Linked DNA regions of Mus musculus: all the other regions are linked to region 2. Evidence: chromatin contacts called from public Hi-C data. All regions are on one chromosome and are shown on one strand. The core of a region is the stretch at or near the end of the contact, and the rest is flanking DNA. Distances in the headings are between cores, read along the strand shown. Region 1 has its middle 22 kb from the start of Gm35203. Region 2 has its middle 30 kb from the start of Psmb1. Region 3 has its middle 9.3 kb from the start of Gm35502.

Evidence for each region. Hi-C and Micro-C count contacts between places; a contact is called where the count stands out from the background.
Region 1: a Hi-C map of bone marrow-derived macrophages shows a contact between it and region 2, with 25 read pairs. The contact joins two enhancer-like sites. A contact is called at or near these places in 1 of 484 Hi-C or Micro-C datasets (bone marrow-derived macrophages), 2 of 115 datasets of contacts at active chromatin or transcription factors (embryonic basal ganglia and embryonic stem cells) and 1 of 9 other capture datasets (liver).
Region 3: a Hi-C map of the MNK3 cell line shows a contact between it and region 2, with 4 times the contacts expected there. The contact joins two enhancer-like sites. A contact is called at or near these places in 1 of 15 datasets of contacts at CTCF or cohesin (the NIH/3T3 cell line), 10 of 484 Hi-C or Micro-C datasets (the C2C12 cell line, LSK cells, the MNK3 cell line and 5 more) and 1 of 9 other capture datasets (embryonic stem cells).

The regions. Positions count from the first base shown.
Region 1 is chr17:15,106,278-15,110,553 of GRCm38.p6, forward strand. No RefSeq gene overlaps it. Among named protein-coding and RNA genes, the nearest start is that of Gm35203, 22 kb to the left of the region's middle. Within about 2 kb of position 1,329, at least 98 of the 459 cell types and tissues checked have an H3K27ac peak or open chromatin away from gene starts, as enhancers often do. A contact at or near this core is called in bone marrow-derived macrophages, where this site is marked.
Region 2 is chr17:15,465,543-15,470,039 of GRCm38.p6, forward strand. No RefSeq gene overlaps it. Among named protein-coding and RNA genes, the nearest start is that of Psmb1, 30 kb to the right of the region's middle. Within about 2 kb of position 2,344, at least 7 of the 459 cell types and tissues checked have an H3K27ac peak or open chromatin away from gene starts, as enhancers often do. A contact at or near this core is called in the MNK3 cell line and bone marrow-derived macrophages, where this site is marked.
Region 3 is chr17:15,183,744-15,187,963 of GRCm38.p6, forward strand. No RefSeq gene overlaps it. Among named protein-coding and RNA genes, the nearest start is that of Gm35502, 9.3 kb to the right of the region's middle. Within about 2 kb of position 1,663, at least 28 of the 459 cell types and tissues checked have an H3K27ac peak or open chromatin away from gene starts, as enhancers often do. A contact at or near this core is called in the MNK3 cell line, where this site is marked.

The DNA.
Region 1 (4,276 bases), core at 79-2,578, 360 kb before region 2:
TCTACGCACACAAACTCACAAAGGCTGAGACTGCATGCATAGGCCCTGGATAGGTCTGCACCAGATGGGGTCCTAGAACTGAAAGGAGAAGGGGGACGTACCCCATCCCTAACCCAGGATCCATCCCTCATTGATAGTAAATGAAAATTTTGTTTTCTTTAAGAGAATCTCACTGGGGAAACAAACTACTCTTGGGATAAGCCACATGCATGGTAGTAAATGTTGAACAGGAAACAAACTCAGGGTCTTATCATGTCATGTCCAGCCTTTTTAATTTTTATTTTTGTCTTTATCCTTATTCTATTTATATGTCTTATTTATTTCTCTCCTTTTTTTATCCTACAGGTCATTTGCATATATACATATATATCTGGATATATGTAGAGATAGATAGATAGATAGATAGATAGATAGATAGATAGATACATACACACATACATACATACATACATACATACATACATATATGGATATATATGGATATTAGCCCATTATTGGACCTATAGTTCCTAAAAACATTTTCCTCATTCTGTAGGCTGTCTGAATGTTGGGTATCTTAAAGGCAGATATTTGATGTTTAGCTTTTATTCAGAGATAGCTACTGGTCCAGATGATGTACCTGGCATTTTATATTCAAAGCTTCCTCAAGATCCTAGGCATTACAAAGCCTCAAGAAGAGAATTCTTTCCTTAGGAGTCATAGAGGTAGCAGGGGAGGTGAGGTTTGCATCTTGATGTGTCTGTGAGCTAGCAGGGAGTCTCCCTGGCTCCCTGCTAGCATTTGTGCCATCCAGTGGTTTTTGTTTTCTTTTAGCTTTATGAGACAGGGTTTCACTATGTCTCCCAGACTGGCCTAGAGCTGTCATCTAACTTCCCGATTCTTCTTCCTGGGACTGCGGATGTGTGACACTGAACCTAGTGGTTGCAGCGTACAGAATGGACAGCTGGGCTAGAGGCTGGTGGTGGCCTGGCTTTGGGACTCAGAGGCCACAGCTTTGAGGTGATGATTGGTGTTTTGCAAAAGTAGAGACAAGATCTGAGGACGGTGACCACAGGTTGGCTGTGGTGTGAGGCTGACATAGGCGGTGAGCTGACATAGGAGGAAGGGACACCCCAGCGGGGCAGCTGAAGCTGTGAGCTGAGGTTGGGGGTCACAAACACTTATCTCATCTCCTGTGCGGTTTTGTTGTCCGAATGCAGCATAGCCTGTGCTCCACAGACCTTATCTGCAGGCTTGGAAATCCCCTCAGTTACAACCTGCGTTGCTGCACCCAGCTGGGGCATGGGCTAATGAAACCTCCAGTGGTGGTTGGCAAACACCAGAAGTTGTGGTGTAAGGCAGGGGCTGGCCTTGACTTTAGCTGTTGCTAACCTGAGTATGGCAGTGTCACTGGGACAGTTCAGCTTGGCTTGCTTAGCCATCACTTCTACCATGTGCTTCTGAGCTCCCCTGTACCCTGGGTGGCAGGGGACAACTCTGCACTTCCTTCAGTTGTCCTGTGGAGTTCACTCTGGAAACACACACAAGAATTCCACAGCAAGCCGGGCGTGGTGGCGCACGCCTTTAATCCCAGCACTTGGGAGGCAGAGGCAGGCGGATTTCTGAGTTCGAGGCCAGCCTGGTCTACAAAGTGAGTTCCAGGACAGCCAGAGCTACACAGAGAAACCCTGTCTCGGAAAAAAAAAAAAAAAAAAAAAAAAAAAAAAAGAATTCCACAGCAGACAGTAGGGGGTGGCTACCAATGGGCCATGCACCCCATTTAATCGTGCTGAATTCATAAGATGGCAGCCGTGCAACTTTCCTGTCCTGATGAAATATGCTCTTCCTTTCCTCTGTACCTAGCTGATGCTGCAGCTGTCCACCTGTGTGTGCTGTGCTGCACTGTGCCCACCTGCCCATGGGCATCCAGTGATGCTGATATAGATGACAATCAGCTTGCTGGGGTGGTTGGGACTGGGGAATGTCGTCTGAGCTCCGTTGCAGGGAACTGACCATTTCAAGCACCTTTTCCTTGCGCCTGCGTCTGAGGCACTGAGTTTAGGGTCAGTCTTCCCACAGGAGTGTCTCATCAGCAGGGTGTCCTTATCTAAATGCAAAAGCGGATTCTGAGAGTTAGTGTGTATGGAGCCAGGTCATGCAGGCTCGTGCATAGGAAGGATGTGGGAGCTGGGCATACACTGGCCACTCCACATTTACAAAGGAAGCACTGCCAAAATGGAGCCCCACATCAAGTTCCTCACAGCCATAGGCTCAGGGTATGGATCCATGTGCTTTTCTTGGTGCAGGACTGTGGAGGAGAAGACAGACCATGAGGCCATGCTGGCCCTTCAGAGGGTACATGAGCAGGAGCCAGGGTATTTATTGCCTTTCACCCTCCCGTTTCTCCCAGCTCCTCTCTGCCCAGACAGGACAGCAGTGTGTCTCCAGGCAAAGTGACCAAGCCGTCTCAGACAGGCAGCTGGTGACAGAGCAGAGCACGTGTCTCCTCTGTGGTTTTAATCTTCATACTTCACAGGACCGCAGTCTGATTGATGGAATTTTTTTAAAGCCTTGCTTTCTGGAGGCTGGGAGCCTCCTCCTCACCCGCACAGAACATATGTGCACATATTCCCCGGGGTGGCGTTTGAATGTGTGCATCGTGTGGCTGCGTTTGTTTAGTGTGTGCCTCTCCCCATCTGAGGGGACCTTTCCCATGACCCTCGGCTTCCTCGGTGGGCTGTTCACTGCTGTCTGGGGTGGGGGCCCTTCTGGGAGCAGCCAGCCTCCTCCCACAGCCGTGCTCCAGGCTGATGGATCATCTGATGCCGCATTCTTCTTCCCCATAGCTGCCGGAGAAGGGGGGCAAGGAAGAGGAAAAGAAATAAAAGATCCCAAACAGCTCCCATCTGTTGCGGGAAGATCATAATGCTTGCATTTACCCAGCTTTTCGACTGAGGGGCTTCGAGAGTCTTATTATTTTATGAGCCCCCAGAGTACACAAAGTGCAGGCTGAATCTAGCAAGCCAGCTTGGGTCGGCAGTGGAGAGGGTTGCTGGCCAGTCACAGGCTCAGGATTCGCATTCTTCTCTTTTCCTGCCATTCTGATCTGTGCCTATCTTCTACCATCCTGCGTGTCAGCCTGGTCTTGGCCCCTGGACAAGGTTTCTCCTTGTCCTCTGCCAGTCTCTCTCTCCTCTAGGCACTTGACCATCTTTACAGGTCATGCTTTGTTTACATCTCCCTTAGTCTGAAACTCCCTTTGGCCTCCTGGGTATTCAAGGCCTATGATGGGTTATTCTGCGAAGTCTCAAACGCCAGTTCTGACACTTGAGTCTAGCCACTGGCCCACCTGAGTCTCTGGGTCCTCATCCCTGTGGGCAAAAGCAATGGCTATCCGTGTTTATGCCAGCAAATACTCAGGAAATACAGCCTCACCATTGCCCCTGTCTGTGGAGGTTCAGGTGGGAAGCTATTAGTAAGTCCCCTGTCACACACTGCCCAAAGAAGCCAGGTGAGGCCATACGAACAGGTCAGGGTAGCGACTGTGTCAGCAAAGTCCTCCTGTCATGTAGGAAAGCACTGGTAGCAAGCAGTTCAGTGTCCCTGGGCAGGGAAAGCAGCAAATCTGAGACCTGAGCTGAAGAAGGGAGCATGCTCCTCCTGTTTTGGGATCCTCCCTTTCCCTCTGACTTTAGAGGTCTCCACCGAGGGATCTACAGGATGGAGAAACTCAGGCCTGAAGTCACAGCCTCAGGAGAGTCTTCTAGAATTCTAAAATGCCACGAAAGGATGGTGGTGGGACCATCTACAGCAGAGGTTCTCAACCTGTGGGTCACGACCCCTGAATAGCACATATTTACATTACGGTTCATAACAGTAGCAAAATTACAGTTATAAAGGAGCAACAAAATAATTTTATGGTTGAGGACTCACCACAACATGAGGAACTGTATTAAAAGGCCACAGTGTCCGGAAGATTGAGGACTGCTGATCTACAGAGACCTAAAGTTGGACTTTGTTACAGACACTTCTGTCACCCCAACTTTGCAGCGGGTGGAACAGACAAGCTGAGTGGGACATACCAATTGCTTGCCCATGTGCAAATCCTTGGCACACGTGGGTTCTCATGACACAGGAAGGCAGAGGGATATACTCTATAGCACCCTCTCCTCCCAGAGCACCTGTCTGTGACTGGCAGCAGACTCCAATAAGCCTGTCCTTCCTCCTCCGCCTCCTCCTCCTCCTCCTCTCCCTCCTCCTCCTCCTCCTTCCTTCCTCTCTCTCTCTCTCTCTCTCT
Region 2 (4,497 bases), core at 1,094-3,593:
AAATCCATCCAGTATTAGGGCACTCTATTAATTCAAGTGGTCTTTTACTCCTATGTTAACACATTGATGTTTCCATACACTTGTGATCACTATTTACAATTTTGAATATTCTTATTCCTCTTGTGTCTTAATATTCTGTACTGTTGCTTTAAGGCCCTCAGAGCCTCTGCCTCAAATGGCTGCGCAATATTCCATGTAGTGAATATTAGTTACTCAGCCATTTCTATTGCCATTCTATTAGTTAGAGTCTCTAAGGGAACAGAACTGATAAAAGAATGAATATATATATTATTTATTAATAATCATATTACTACATTTATTTATGAGCTGTTCTAAAATTTAAAGACAGATGATATATGGACTATAAAATTGAAAAATTATCCAACATTTGGTCAGTATATCAGGCCTCTGTGTGTGTGTGTGTGTGTGTGTATGTACACCAGTTGTTGTTCTACATATCTTGGTAGTCCTAATCTGGTAGTTTTAACCTAGTCCCTGAGGATTCCTGGAGAGCTGCTGGTTTTCAGTCAGTGTTGGAATCAGGAAGAAGTAGGTGGTAAGCCAGGGAGAGTGGGGGCAAGCCAGGGAGAGTGGGGGCAAGCCTGGGAAAGGTTAAAGTTGCGGCCTTTTATGTGCACTGCCACCAGAAAGTATCGGACGGATTTACCATTGGTCTCCCCACCTCAAATGATCCAATCAAGAGTCTCTCACAGGTGCGCCCAGGAGCTTGGGTTTTAATTGATTCTAGATGCAGTTAACAACCCAAAATTAGCTATCACAAGTATACCCTGGGTCAACTTGACACACAAATTACATATCCTTCTGTTATGCTTAATTCCCAAAGGAAAGCTATAATCAGGTCATAATTCTACCTAATATGATATAACTTTCTCAAATACAACCGAAAATGTATTATGTATTTTAGAAAAGGTATCGCTGTCCCTTGAGGAACACCTGGTCTCTTTGTGACTGTAGGTTACATATGATAATGACCAGTGATGCCATCTCAGTTTATGTTTCATTACACGATAAAGAAATAGAGGAACGAGGGCTGGTGAGATGGCTTGGCGGTTAAGAGCACTGACTGCTCTTCCAGAGGTCCTGAGTTCAATTCCCAGCAACCACATGGTGGCTCACAACCACCTGTAATGAGATCTGAAGACAGCTACAGTGTACTTACATATAATAAATAAATAAATAAAATCTTTTTTAAAAATAAGAAAGAAATAGAGGAACGTTTTTAAAACCCAAGCATCTGCTTTATGTCTATATGCACGAACACATTCTTTACAGAATAGAACAGAAACATCGTGTCAACAGCTTTGCTGTTCACATGCGTTCCACAACCGCTGCTTAGAACCTCCTCCTAGTCTCTCCTTGTGGATCATAGTGGTTCATAGAGTCTCTGCAAACAGTAAGCAATCTTACTGAGAAGCTTTACAAAGAAAGTACAATTTCCAGGGGATGTTGTGCTAAGTCTAAAACATTTGAGCCCCACCTGGAGTGCAAAATGCTAGCAAGTCCTGTGTAGGCTTTGCCATGATGGGAGAAAATTCCAGACTATGAAAGCTGTACTCCCAAGGGCAGAAGAACAGGCTGGTATAGTTGCCACCTGGAGCTAGCCCATGTTTGGGCTCTGTAGATGTGTGTTCCTAATATTCTAAATGACGTGAAAATTTGGTAAGACTACCACAGCCCAGCCATGTCCTTACCTTCTAGGTGTCACAGTTGATTCTCAACAACCTACTCTAAAAAGCAGGTACAATACCAATAGGAGAGTTGAGAATGTAGAAGAAAAATAGGATCTGTCTATTGCTTTAGAAATAATTAAAATAAAAAATAAAAAACAATCACAGGGCCTGATGATACATGCCTTTAATCCCAGAACTTGGGGAGGCAGAAGCAGGAAGATCTCAGAGTTTGAAATTGGTACGTATAGAAAGTTCCAGGTCAGCGGGGGCTATATACCTAGTGAGACCCATCTTTTACAAGTATATAGCTCCAAATAAATCCAGTGTTCTGATATTTGTCTTTTTGTGTCAAAGTCAGTTCCCTTTCTCCTCCTCCTCTGTCTTCTTTTCTCTCCCCTCCAGATCAAACACACACCTCGCATGCATCCAGTACAGTGATGACCAGTTTATCTTCTTCTGTCCTCTGCAGTTTAATATGTACATGAACTGAGATTACAAGTTACCACAAAATGTCCTTTTGCCAAGTTAAGGAAGAACAGTATTTACTACCGGACTCAAGTTCTATTTCCTGCCTACCACAAACTAAACTCTATCCTAGGAAATGCTCGCCACAAAGTGGGGGCACCAGAGGTAAATCCACAGCGCCACCTGGTGGCCTCCTCCAGGAGCGTGACACAGAACCTGGCATTCATGAATGAGGAATAGCCACCATCCTTTGACAGGCCTCAGCCATCTTTGTGGCACATCTCAAAGCAGGAGTCAGGTCAGGGGTCTGCTTGAGGTGACAGTGGAGTCCCAGTTCAAAACAGTGGTGTTTACCAACAATCCGCCTTACAGTCATCAGCCCACACTCCAAATGAAGTTCTAAATACTTGCCTGTCATGGAAGAAAAATTTTCTAAAGATGATTCACAAGTTCTAGAGATCCACCCGAGAACAAATAGCGGTCCTAATAGGAAAGTGCGTATCTCTAAGCGCCCAAAATTTTAAAAATAAAAAAACAGAGAAAACTCAAATAACTTAATGATGCACCTTGAAGCCTTAGAAAAGTCAGAACAAATCAAACTCCAAATCAGTAGATAAGGAGACATACTTAAGGGCAGAAATTCATGAAATAGAAATAGTGAGTACAAGACAAACCAAAGAATCAGATGCAGAGTTCTTTCTTTAAAAAGGCAAATAAACCTTTTAAAAAGACAGACAAACCCTTAGCTAAGTTAACTAAAAGACAGAGAAGACTTGTAAGATCAGAAATGAAAAAAGAAGTTATTACAAGAGATACCAAGAGTAAGAAAAGCATAAAACATACCTTACAAACCTATATTCCACTAAATTTTTAAAATCTAAGAGAAATGGATGAAATTGATAGGTATATGACCTACCAAAATCAAATCAAAATGAAAAAAAATTAAATAGTCCTATATCCAGCAGCAAGACCGACATGGTCATAAAAATCTCCTGACTGAAGAACACCCAGGTTCAGATGTACTCACTGTATAGATCTCTACCCTTCACTCAAGAATGGAGACCAGTATTTTGCAAATCACCCTATAAAGTAGAAAAGGAAGGAAACTTCCAAACCGGTTTTGCTTTTTTTTTTCTTTTGCCAATATCATACTGATACCAAAACCAGGCAGAGACAACATTAAGAAAATTATAGACTGATCTCTCTGATCAATACAGATACAAACGTTCTCAGTAGGATACTAGCAAACTAATTCAAGATCTCGTCATTCAGCACCAAGTTGACTTCATTAAAGAGAAGATTCAACGTATAAATCAATAAATGTAACTTGTCATATAAATAGACTCAAGGACAGAAACCAAATAAATTCAGGAAAGGTCTTTGATTAGTCCAGTATCTCTTCATGAGATATTTGCTACAGAATCTATGGATATAGGGGACATAATTCAAAACATAATAAAGTCAATATACAACGAGGCCACAACAACATTATGGTAAAGGTAAAAAATATTTGAAGCATTTTTACTAAAATAAAAATAAAACTTTCTCCATTCCTGTTCAATACGGTGCTTGAGTCTCAGAGCAGTAAGAAAAAATAGATACAAATAGGAAAGTAAAAATATTCCTGTTTGTAGATGAAATAGTTTTAATATAAGAGATATTATCCACTCCACTCACACTATTTTGGTTGGAATAAACTTAACTAAGTAAACAACAGAACTTCTACAAGAAAACCTTTAAAGACACTGAAGAAAGGAACTAAGGGGGAAGTGAGAAGATAGAAAGACCGTCCATGTATATGGATTAGAAGAATTTAAAATTGTCAAGATAGCCATCTTACAAAAAGCAAAATACAGATGTGTGCTGGCTTGTCTCATGTCAACTTGACACAGAAACTAGATTTCTGAAAAGTGGGAACCTTAGCTAAGGAAATATCTCCATAAGACCCCGATATAAGCCATTTTCTTTCCTTTTCCTTTTCCTTCTTCTTTTTTTTTAAAAGAATTTTTTAAAAAAATGTATTTTATGAATGGAACACTGTAACTGTCTTCAGACAGAAGAGGCCTTCAGGTCCTATTACAGATGGTTGTGAGCTACCATGTGGTTGCTGGGACTTGAACTCAGGATCTCTGGAAGAACAGTCAGTGCTTTTAACCACTGAGCCATCTCTCTAGCCCTAGGCATTTTCTTAATTAGTGATTGATGTAGGAAAACCCAAGTCCTTGTGGGTGGTTCCATGCTTGGGTCGGTGGTCCTGGGTTGTATAAGGAAGCAGGCTGAGCAAGTCTTGAGGAACAAGTCAGTAAGCAGCACTCCCCATGTGGCTTCTGCATCAGTTCCC
Region 3 (4,220 bases), core at 413-2,912, 280 kb before region 2:
CAGTGCGAACATCACCCCAAGAGTTCTACTAGGCTTCTGGCTCTCTGGGCTCCCAGATCCATCTTCCTGCCGCACATCAGCCCCATGGCCCAGCAGCAGATGTTCTCCTGGGAATAAGGTGTGAACACCAGAAAGTGAAGGAGAAGCAAGCGATGGACCACAAGAGGACACTGTAGCTGCAGGAGGGATGCCCTGGCTTGGGCCTGGGCAGACCACAAGGCAGGGAAGGGTGGGGCAGCTATGGGTAATGTAACCAGAGGGAGCCACAGTCCAGAGTCAGTAAGGTCACCCAGAGAGAGATGTGTGTGTGCACAGGGATCCCAGAGCAGCCGCTGCTGAAGTGTGTGGAGCACAGGGCTGGTGACTTTGCTCCCCACCCCGGTTTGCTACATTTTCCTCTGAGAACAAGAAAGAAGTGGCGTGTTAGACTTGATGGACGGAATTCAATCCATATTTATGTTACTGATTTCCATGCCACGGTGGGGGAGAGTGGGCTCTGTTTACCTGCCAGCGACAGATCTGACCTTCATCCTGAGCCTCTGGAAACGTTTTCCTAAGTAAGCATGAGAAGTTGCAGCTGCCAGCAGTGTCTGCCTTGCAAAAAAAAAAGGTTTTTGTGCCAGATTATCAGCTTGCAGGTAAGCAGCCACCGTGGGCTCTCACTTCTCTGCCTGTATCCCATTGTGTAAGCATCCCCTTTGCCCTTTGTTTCCTCCTTGAACCCTTGTCTGACCACAACCACTTTCCACATCCCCCCCCCCCAAGCCCCCGCAGGCACTCTGACACTGATGGAGGTCAGGTAGGTGGAGGCAAGTATAGGTGAGAGGCATATGAGAGAAAGAAAGGGTCAGTGGAAGAGCTGGGGAGGTGAGCAGTTAGCAGATACCAGCACACCTTGTGGTCATCTCTGCCCACAGCACCAATCGGAACCTTAGCAAGGGACCTTCGTGGGGTCTCAGAGTGCAGAAGCTTGAATATCAGCCTCTGTCATTCCTTGTGTGACTAGAGATAGTGCCTTTGGATACATGGGAAGTAACTGGACCCCTCCCCGGCTATGGATCCTAGCAGATCATTCTGGCATATTCCATGATTCCTCAGCAACTTAGTGTAACTGGCACATGCTAGCATTGGTTTGTGTACCTTGTGCTGGCTGTTGCTGTTCTTGTTCTTCAGAAAGCATGCAGGTGATTAACTGCGCTGTCAGGAAAGGGACTCACACAGAGTTTTGCAGACACTCCCACTGGAGATTTTAGCACTTCTCTAAGCCCAATGAGAACAACTTGTTTCCAAACTAATACAAACCTGCTGCATGATTTTCTAAAAGAATCCTGGGGTCTGTAGCATGCCAGCTTGTTATAAAAACCCTTTCCTGGTCTATGTTGGCCACAGTCTGGTGCCTTCTCACCCCAGGGCAACTAAGCCCTATGCTGGGGGGATTACCTTTCCCTCCTCCTCTAGAATAGAGGATGTGGAGACATCCTAAAACCCCACGGCTTGGCTAATGCTGTTCATGGTGCTTTGTCCTAGATTAGCTCCAAGAAGCCAACCTGGAGAGCTTGGGTGGGTGTGGCCTCGTCTCCCTCTGTTGTGCATATACTGTGCCTAAGCCTGTAAACTGGAGGGAGGCCCCATCAGTCTCCCCAGCCCCTCCTCTGTGGGAACAGAGACGTCCTTGCTGGTTAATGAGGTTTTGTTGTTCAGAGCCATCTGCCTGCTTCTTGAGAGCTACAGCATGTGATTAACGGCTGCTCTGGGGCACTGACCCTGGGTGCCTTACTGTGCAAGGGCTTGAGCCCTACACATTTACAACCACCTGCCTGGGGCTCTGTCTCCAGCAGGCAACCGTTACACACCTCTGACAGCAAGCAAGCAGTGGCTATGTGAGGCGCCTGTTCCACTTCTCCTCGAAGGAGAATCACCTGCGAATTCACTCCCATACAGGCACTGAGCATCAAGCAAGTGGATGTGGCAGTCGTCAGGTTTGCCAGGATTTGTCTCTTCCACCCTGAACCACATCTTCTTGTGTGTTTGGTTCTTCTCTAAGCCCAATGAGAACTCTTTCTTAGAGTCTTGACCTCAGGATGGATTGGCTCCAGACAAAAGCTACCCCAATGGGAGCTAAGCTGGATCCATGCAATGAGATCTTGATCATTCCTAGACACAACAATACTGACTTCAAGCCCGAATATGTGGTGAGTATTATCCACATATCCCAGCAGTCCTTGGCTTGCCCTCTATAATTCTCTTCATCACACATCCTATGTGTGCTATCTCTCATGGGGAACTGGACTTCTCTGGAGTCGGGGAGACTTCCTGGAACATTTCCTCACATCCTCCCTGAGTTTTTCTCCATACATGATGTAGCTCTCTATGGGAGTAGGAACCATCAAAGATGCCCTATTCAACCTCTGAAAGTGATACTAGCAATGCCTGGCTCTGGACCCCTTGAGTGACTGCCTTGAGACTAACTTCTGACTGCACATTGAGCAGCATGAGGGTCCTGCTAAATGTGAAACATAGAAACACTGAAAGAGAACAAGTCTGGGCTCTGAGGCACACAGCAGCCTCACCCAGAGGTTATGTCTAACTTCTGCAGCCAGAAAGAAACACACACAATTTATAGTTTCTTGCAGTCTCTAATGAGAAGATTTTTAGAATGGGAAATTAGAACTACCAACAGAAATACAGAGTATTAGTACAAGACCCCTCAATGCAAATGCTTGTCACAGCCCTGTGTTCCAGCCAATCGCAGCCATATGCCCTTAGTAGAAACTTCTGTTCAAACTTAGATGACCCAAGAAGAAATACTCCCAGTACCCGCAACTTCTAAACTGGAAACTCCTGGTACACCATCTACATGCCCAAGCATACTGCCCGAGTCAACGTCTTAGTTACTTTCCTATTGCTTCAGTAAAATACCATGACCAAGGTAACATAAAAAAAGAACGCGTTTGATTGATTATGACTTCAGAGGGTTAGAGTTCATCAGAGCAAAGCCATGTTGACAGGAACAGCTGAGCACTCACAACTTGATCCACAACTAAGAGACAGAGACAGAATTAGGAATGGCAGGAGGCTTTAGAAGCCACAAAACCCACTCTGTGACACACTTCCTCCAACAAGGCCACACCTCCTAGTCCTCCCCAAACTGTTCCACCAATGAGGACCAAGAATTAAAATAGATGAGCCTATGGAGGCCATTGTCATTCAAACAACCCCAGTCAGCCAATAAGAAGCCTTTTTCAATAGCTCTGGTCCTACCAAGAATGGCTGCCAGTAGCCTGGATTCCAGCAATGGACAACTTGCTAAATCACTGGATCATCCAATAGGAAGTATTTTGTCTAAAAATACTTATTGCAAACCCTGAATTCTCCAGCAAGAACTACTTATCATTAGGTTCTCACCCTCTAACAACCCTCATCACTACCCTTGGATGAACAGCCTCTCAGGAACTCCTAGCAATACCTGGGTTAGTCAGGGTCTCCAGAGAGTCAGCAGCAATAGCATATATGGAGATAGAAAGACTTACTGGGGCATTTGGTTCATGTGGGCAGAAGCTACAAGTCCTACTCTAGGCTGTCAACTATTAAGAATGTCTCAATCCAAGACTAATGGCCACAGAACCAATCCCGGAAGCTAAGAACAATACTGGCGTACTGGTTCCAGAGGTAGGAAGCCTGGAGTCTGATAAGGAAGAGAGGAGAAGATGCTCTAGTTCTAGAGAGAGTCCCCTGCCTCTGTATTTTCTTCCACCCAGTCCCAGATCCATTGTCTGGAGCCATCCATGTTGAAGACCAATGGTTCCCATTCATTCACCATCACCATAAGGGTCTCATAGTCAACCCAGGAGCACTCTCATAGTCAATTCAAAGTCCCAAACCACCTTGCTTCCTTTAGCAGGAGAAGGGTAGTTCACTGAAGTGTTGAAGGTGATCAATACAGTGACCGAGGATAAGCAATGTTTTGCCAGTGTCTTGTGTATCCCTGAATCCAACTTCACCATCGCAAACCAAAAGAAACTGCTCTCATTGACCTTTATTCCCTAGCAAGGAATGCCTGGTGCTTCCCAGCCATCTGTCACAAGCACTTGCTTCTGGCTACTGGTCAATGGATACTGCGGGCAAAGGCTCCTCCATAGACCTGTGTGTCTGGAATCCTGAAGCAGGTCAATTCCTGCCATTCACCCCAATCATAGCTTGCAGCACTGTAGAGTCTCCAC